Linked DNA regions of Mus musculus: region 2 is linked to region 1. A link is a contact called in public HiChIP or PLAC-seq data. All regions are on one chromosome and are shown on one strand. Each heading gives the region's core, a stretch centred on a gene start, on an enhancer-like site or on the middle of the called end of the contact. The rest is flanking DNA. Distances are from core to core; before and after follow the strand shown.

What was found. HiChIP or PLAC-seq counts read pairs in DNA pulled down with a chosen protein or histone mark.
Region 2: an H3K27ac HiChIP or PLAC-seq map of embryonic stem cells shows a contact between it and region 1, with 2.7 times the contacts expected there. The contact joins two enhancer-like sites. A contact is called at or near these places in 1 of 39 promoter capture datasets (cranial neural crest) and 1 of 115 datasets of contacts at active chromatin or transcription factors (embryonic stem cells).

Annotation. Positions count from the first base shown.
Region 1 is chr4:73,516,178-73,519,338 of GRCm38.p6, reverse strand. No RefSeq gene overlaps it. Among named protein-coding and RNA genes, the nearest start is that of Gm24170, 71 kb to the left of the region's middle. Within about 2 kb of position 1,623, at least 9 of the 459 cell types and tissues checked have an H3K27ac peak or open chromatin away from gene starts, as enhancers often do. A contact at or near this core is called in embryonic stem cells, where this site is marked.
Region 2 is chr4:74,256,590-74,259,750 of GRCm38.p6, reverse strand. The region is part of intron 1 of Kdm4c (lysine (K)-specific demethylase 4C); the gene reads right to left. Among named protein-coding and RNA genes, the nearest start is that of Kdm4c, 6.3 kb to the right of the region's middle. Within about 2 kb of position 1,665, at least 36 of the 459 cell types and tissues checked have an H3K27ac peak or open chromatin away from gene starts, as enhancers often do. A contact at or near this core is called in embryonic stem cells, where this site is marked.

The DNA of each region.
Region 1 (3,161 bases), core at 374-2,873:
TGTTAATATGAAATTACCATAATCTTTATAATAGCATGCTATTACAAGGAATCTGTGAAAGAACAGAGTATATTTGAAAGGTGTTGAAATTTTAATCACTCAGTGCCTCACAGCCCAGTAGCAATCCTTATCATAGAGCTATGGAATACAATATAATTAAGACTCTGAGTAAACATTGCCATAGCAATAAAGATAAAAAATGGACTTTTACCAAAGACTCTAAAATTACATTGGAAGAAAGACTGCATCTTCAACAAATGGTACTGGACATCCATATGTGGAAGAAGGAAACTAGTTTCTTATTTCATACTCTACACACATATCAACTTTAAATGGGTCAAAGATCAAGGCATAAAAATAGAATATCTGAAACTGCCTGCAGAGAAGGTAGGTTGTAGCCTCCCCCAGCCTTGAGCAGACTGGCTCAGACCTGCTCTGTCACTGTCAGCTAGCCCACTTAGGGTGGAGTCTTCTGACCTAGATAAGGTCTATTGTTCTGCCACATCTGGGGTTTCTTCCAAGATGCTATTACCTGATGAGAGGCTGAACCTCCCTTCCTGAGGTGATCTTGACAAAGCAATGCCTGGTGACAAAGCAACAAGAGCCTGGCATGATGGGCGATGGGCTTCTCCCTTTATAAACTCAGACTCTTAAGTAAACATTGGCCTTGTTCAGAAAACTTTGTTTTGGTTCCTTATTTCTCTCACAATCTCTCCCATACAGACCCAGGCTTCCTTTAGGGAACCCGGTTCCTGTAGCTGTGGGCGGGTACAGTAGGTAGCATATTCCAACGTGTAAGCACTTTCTAAACAAGTTTTAATTTTGCTGATGCCTGACTGATAATCCAAGTTTTGCTGTTAGTTGGAAGCCACTATCTATCTAAGAGATTACTTGCACTTCTCTTCCACACATCCTTACTCAACACAGCTGCTTCATCATTAAGTTAGCAAAAATAATCTCTGATACATATCCATCCCAGTTATCCATTTAGGATAATCAACATTTCCTTATATTCAGAGTCAACTGATTTGGTCTTGACATTTTTGCAAAAGTCCTTTCCTTTGTTATAATTGAATAAAGTTCTATTTTCTCTTAATGTAAACTATCCTGTGTGATTTAATTCCATTATCTGTTTCTGCCTAAAGTTAAGGACATGCTATGTGTGCTTGTGTTTATAAAGGGAGTACCATCATCTTTAAAGCTCAGCCTAACACTGTTAGGAAACCGAGGTTGGGAGATTGACATAGCTTTTCTCCTCCTTATAAGAAGTAGTTTTGAAAGATGAAGGTGCCTGGGTTTTAGAGCCATTCAATTAAGGTCTTATTATAATTCACATAGTCCAGCAAAGAGTTAATCTATGAATTTTGTTCTCAAACAAGATTTTTTTTTTTGATTAGATGTTTAATTGTGGTTGTAAGCTTGTGTTTAGGGTTCAGGTTTAGTGACTAGAAACATTCAGAGGTTACATTTAATTTCTACTTTAAACCTCTCCCCAGGACATAAATGAAGGAGTTGTAGAGTACATTGTTGACTACTGCTGTGCTATAGTTCACTGGCACAGGTGACTGTGTCCTTTGTGCTGGATCTTTCTGGTCTCAATTTAGGGGGAAAAGAACCCTACAGGGAGGTTAGTGCAAGAGCAGTTAACATATGCTAAAATCTAGCCAAATAACAAAGGCTTCCTCCTCTGTGGACTGAAGGCCTTTGCTTATTCCTGGCTCTTTCCTGCTACTAAGCCAAACACCTCAGAATTTATGCTTAGCTTCATAGTAAAAGAAAAATCCATGTCTCCAGGAGAGGCTTTAAGCACCTGTTGGGAAAGCTTTCAATTTTAATTAAGAAGAAATCCTGTTGTTGAAATGGAATTACCTTTGCTTTTCTTCTTATTTTGCAGAGCAGCTAGACAAACAGAACACTAAAAATACACATTTAACAACTCTATTTAGGCAACCTGTGAAGAAAGGCTGAGTGTTCAGGATGGGGCTAATTTGGCAAATCAGCTTGAAAGATTTCTTAAGGGCATAAGGAAGTTCCTTTAAACACTGTGTGTGCACAAAAGCTCCTTAACGGTCCTTGGAAATATGTCAGTTGTGCCATGAGGAAGGCAGACTTAGACTGCAAGCTAGGGAGAAACCAATACTGCCTTCATTATCTAAGCCACAGAAAAAAGGGAGAAGCTGAGTGAATGATCACAATGGCATTCTTTCTTATTACTTCCTGACAGGGTTTTGTCTCTTTGCTCAGACCCACTCTGCCCCACTTTCTCCAGCTATTGCCTCTCATTATTCTTTATGGTAACTGAAGCAGGGCTCCAAAGCCCTCAGAGGCATGTATCTTCTTTGCACATGAGTGATGCTTCAGTGATAAACTTGAGCTTAAAGTTACTGAGGTGGAACCGAAGGCTCATGTGACAGCTAGCAGTTTTCAGCATCTCTTTAGGGCTTCAGGGATGCAGCATGTGGTAGATTGTTAATGTCCTGTGAGAAAAAACAGTAACACATTCCATTAATTCATTCATGTGTGAAACATCAATTAGTGTACTGGAGGTATTAATGATGTTATGCTTTAAACTGACATGTGCAGCATGACAGAAATTCAAAGACTCGATAGCAATAGATGATGTGAGGGACAAATATTTGAAAAGCTCCATTTGTCCACTGGTGAGATGATGGGTGTATGCAATGGAGGGAATGGAAACCTTGTGTTTAATCATAGATCTATGGCAGCAAACGATGAAAATACAGGTCCTTGATTCTGTTCCTGCTTTGAACATCAGGAAGGACAAGGGGATTAGGCAAGAGTAGAGGAAAACCACAGGTCTTGGGATAAAGGCATGACAGTGGAATAGAGCTAGCTAGCTAGGCTCTAGGCTGATGAGATTCTTTCTAATCATTTTTGCACCAGAAAATTCCATTGAACCAGGATGGAAACTGCATATTTTATCCTACACAGATAATGAGGAACATGAATTCTCCAAAACATGTGTTAATGAGTAGGAATGTAGGGATCTTCATCTACTATCTGGCGGTTCAAGGCTCTCCTGTGTGATATGGGGAGAAAAGCATAGGAGCCAGATTTGAAATTGACCTCTACTAACAGGAATTAGTAATTACGTACAGTATGACAACTACTAAAACATGCACATATAAAGTAGTACATTT
Region 2 (3,161 bases), core at 416-2,915, 740 kb before region 1:
GATGACATTCTTAGCATTTGGTTGGTGGAAGCTGGTGGTCTACCATGTTAATAGAGTCCAAGAAGAAATGACCTACTACTCACAAGACTGCCAGGAAAAAAGAAAGGCTACTGCGTGCAGAAGAGGAAAACCAGCCCAAGATAAGGTAAAACTACCTCCTGGGCCTGCAACATTCCAACCTCTCCACAGTATTGAAATTCTAATCAGTCAGGCAAGCTCTGGAGACAAAGCTGCTTTTCAAGAGTTCTGATTTACAATAGTAACTACTAAAAAATGCAGGGCCAACTGAGGGGGTTCCGGTTTCAAAGCAGGCAATCGAAGGTGGTTCAGAGAAATAAAATCCAGGAGAAGCCTAAAGGAAGAGATATCTCTTAGGTTCAGTTCTGCTCTATTCTTCAAGAGATCTCCAAGAAGGCAGATATGGCTGAAAACAAGACAGAGAAGGTTGAGAGAGAGAGAGTAGAAAAAAGAAGTTTGGCGTTTATCTGAGTATGCCAGCAAGTAATTTTGGACCTTTACCCCTTAACATATCCAGTTCCTGAACTCAGTCATTTTCGTCACACCATTCAAAGAACTAAGCTCCCTAAGTATACCTCTTCTGAGGAAACTGAAGCAAAAAAGGAATCTTGCTCATATTTTCATTTCTTGTTGCTGTGAAGAAAGAGAGTAAGGAAGACAAGGAGGGGAGAAGGAGGAAGGGGGGATGAAAAGGGGGAAACACCAAGGAAGAGATTTATCCAAAGAAAATTTAGCCAGACAAAACAGAAGTGAATGTATATAGTGTGCAGTGAGATCCAATTAGTATTTGGTATGTTCTGAAGAAAATTTCACAACAGAAATGAAAAAGGAAGAAAAGTCAAGATTTCTAAACTGAGGCTGGAGATGTGTAGCTCAATTGTACATGCTTGCTTTGCATGCACTAGGATGGAGTTCAAACACAAGAGTGGGGGTGGGGGCAAGGGGAAGGAGGGGGTAGCCCCAAATCCTCACACTTGAGAAGCTGAGGCAGGAAGCACAGCTGGAGATGTAGACCAAAACCACGCCTGAAAATAAGGAAAAGGGAGGGGTCCAAGTGTGGTGGGGCACTCAGGAGACTGAGGCAGGAAAGTCACAAATGCTAGATCAACCTGAGCTATGTAGAATTCAGAACCAGTATGGATAATAGGACCCTGTCTTTGAAAAAAATAGAGACAAAGAGCCCAGCCTGCAAGTGCAGCTACCCTGGACACTTGGTCAAGGAGGATCACTGTACTTAAAGGCTGGGCTACATTATGAGTTCAGTAGCCTGGTAACAGTAAGATAAGACCGATCCTAAATTGCTTGCTTCCATGTTGGAACATAGAATTTGAGGTCACATAAGTCTGTGTTCCCAGGCCATGGTTACTCAAAATGGCTGGAGAATCTCTTATTCCCTTCTAAGATGAAAGCTGCAGTTTTAGCATTGCCTTCCTCCCATATCTAGCAAGTACTTAGCACGTTGTACATGTTACTGTTTTCTTTAAATGTATGTAGATGCAAAAACAAGCAGAGCAACTAATGGGTCACTATTCAAAAACTTAATAAACAATTCACCAAAAGAAGAGGAGGAGGAGTCTGGGTTACAGGCCAGACGTGCACGAAGGCACTGGACTCCAGCTGAGCTTTCAGAAAGGTGGCTGGGGCGGTGAAACTAAATAAACAGTAAAGTACAAATCAGAAGGGAGGAAGAACAAAGGATCAGCCCCACTCTGAGAGGTAAGCGAACAGAGGAAAGGAGTGGGAAATGATGGGCTGAACAAAGCCTCACAAACACAGGGTCAACTGCAGGCTGCTACCCCAAATGAAGAGCTGCTGGAAGTGGAGCAAGGAGGCTAACCTTCTTAAAGGGATTATTCTGACTGCGTGGGTGGATTAAGCTACCACGGAATATGAAATATTTTCAGTGTATCACTTAATTCCAAGAGACAGAGAGGGAAGTGTGTAGGGAAGCTTTGGGTGTGTGTGTGGGGGGGGGGGGTGAAAAGTAAAATGAGCTGCAATATGTAAATGGAAAATGTAAAAGTAAAAACTGAGTCTGTTTCACTCTAATTAAACCTCACACCTGAAGTAAATTATGAATTCTGTCAGCTCCCTGTCAAGACTTACTGTTAATGGTATCTTGTTTCATTTACCACTAATTTTTTAAATTTGTACTTTCGGATTCACAACACTATAGTTATAAAGACAAAAATACACATTGCATGTATACATATGGCTTCTATTTCCAGAACTCTAGTTTCTATCCCCAGAACTGCAAAAATAAATAAATAAATAAATAAATAAATAAGACAAGGGGCTGGAGAGATGGCTCAGCGATTAAGAGCACGTATGGGGGAGGGAGGAGGCAGGTTAAAAAAAAAAAAAGAGCACTGCTCTTCTGAAGGTCCTGAGTTCAAATCCCAGCAACCACATGGCACATGGTGGCTCACAACCATCTGTAATGAGATCTGATGCCCTCTTCTGGGGTGTCTGAAGACAGCTACAGTGTATTTACATATAATAAATAAATAAATCTTAAAAAAAAAAAAAGATGACAGTATACTATACTTCCCAAGAAGTTCAAATGAGACTCAATAGTGAAGAAAAAGGAATGGTAGCCCACACCATTAACCCCTGAATTCTGGGGGCAGATTTAGGAACTGCAGGCCAGCCTGCTATACACAGTGAGTTCCAAGCCAGCCAGAACTGCAAAGTGAGACCCATTTTCCCCAAAAAATAAACAAACAGCTGAATCTTGAGGTAGATTGATTCCCAGCTTCAGGAGGGACCTCCACACTAAATTCTAGACTGCCCCTACCAGTTTGCACCCCCACCATAATGAAGAATCCTTTCCCCACCACAGACTGCTGTCGTTTATTTTATTGATCGTGGCTATTCTGAGTTAAGATGAAATATCAAATTCTAATTTGCATTTCCCTGATGACTAAAGATATTGAACATTTAAGCATTTCAATCTTTGTTGAGTTTTAATTCTTTGTTTGTTTGTTTTGTGAGTTTGTTTTTTTTTTTTTTTATAATTCTCAGCCTAGTTCTGCACCCCATTTTTAATTGAGTTGTTTCCTGGATCCCAGTTCTCTTTCTTCTTTGTGCATTCAAGATACTATAGCCTGCCACTTTGCCCAAATTATGGTGCCCTTTTCCAT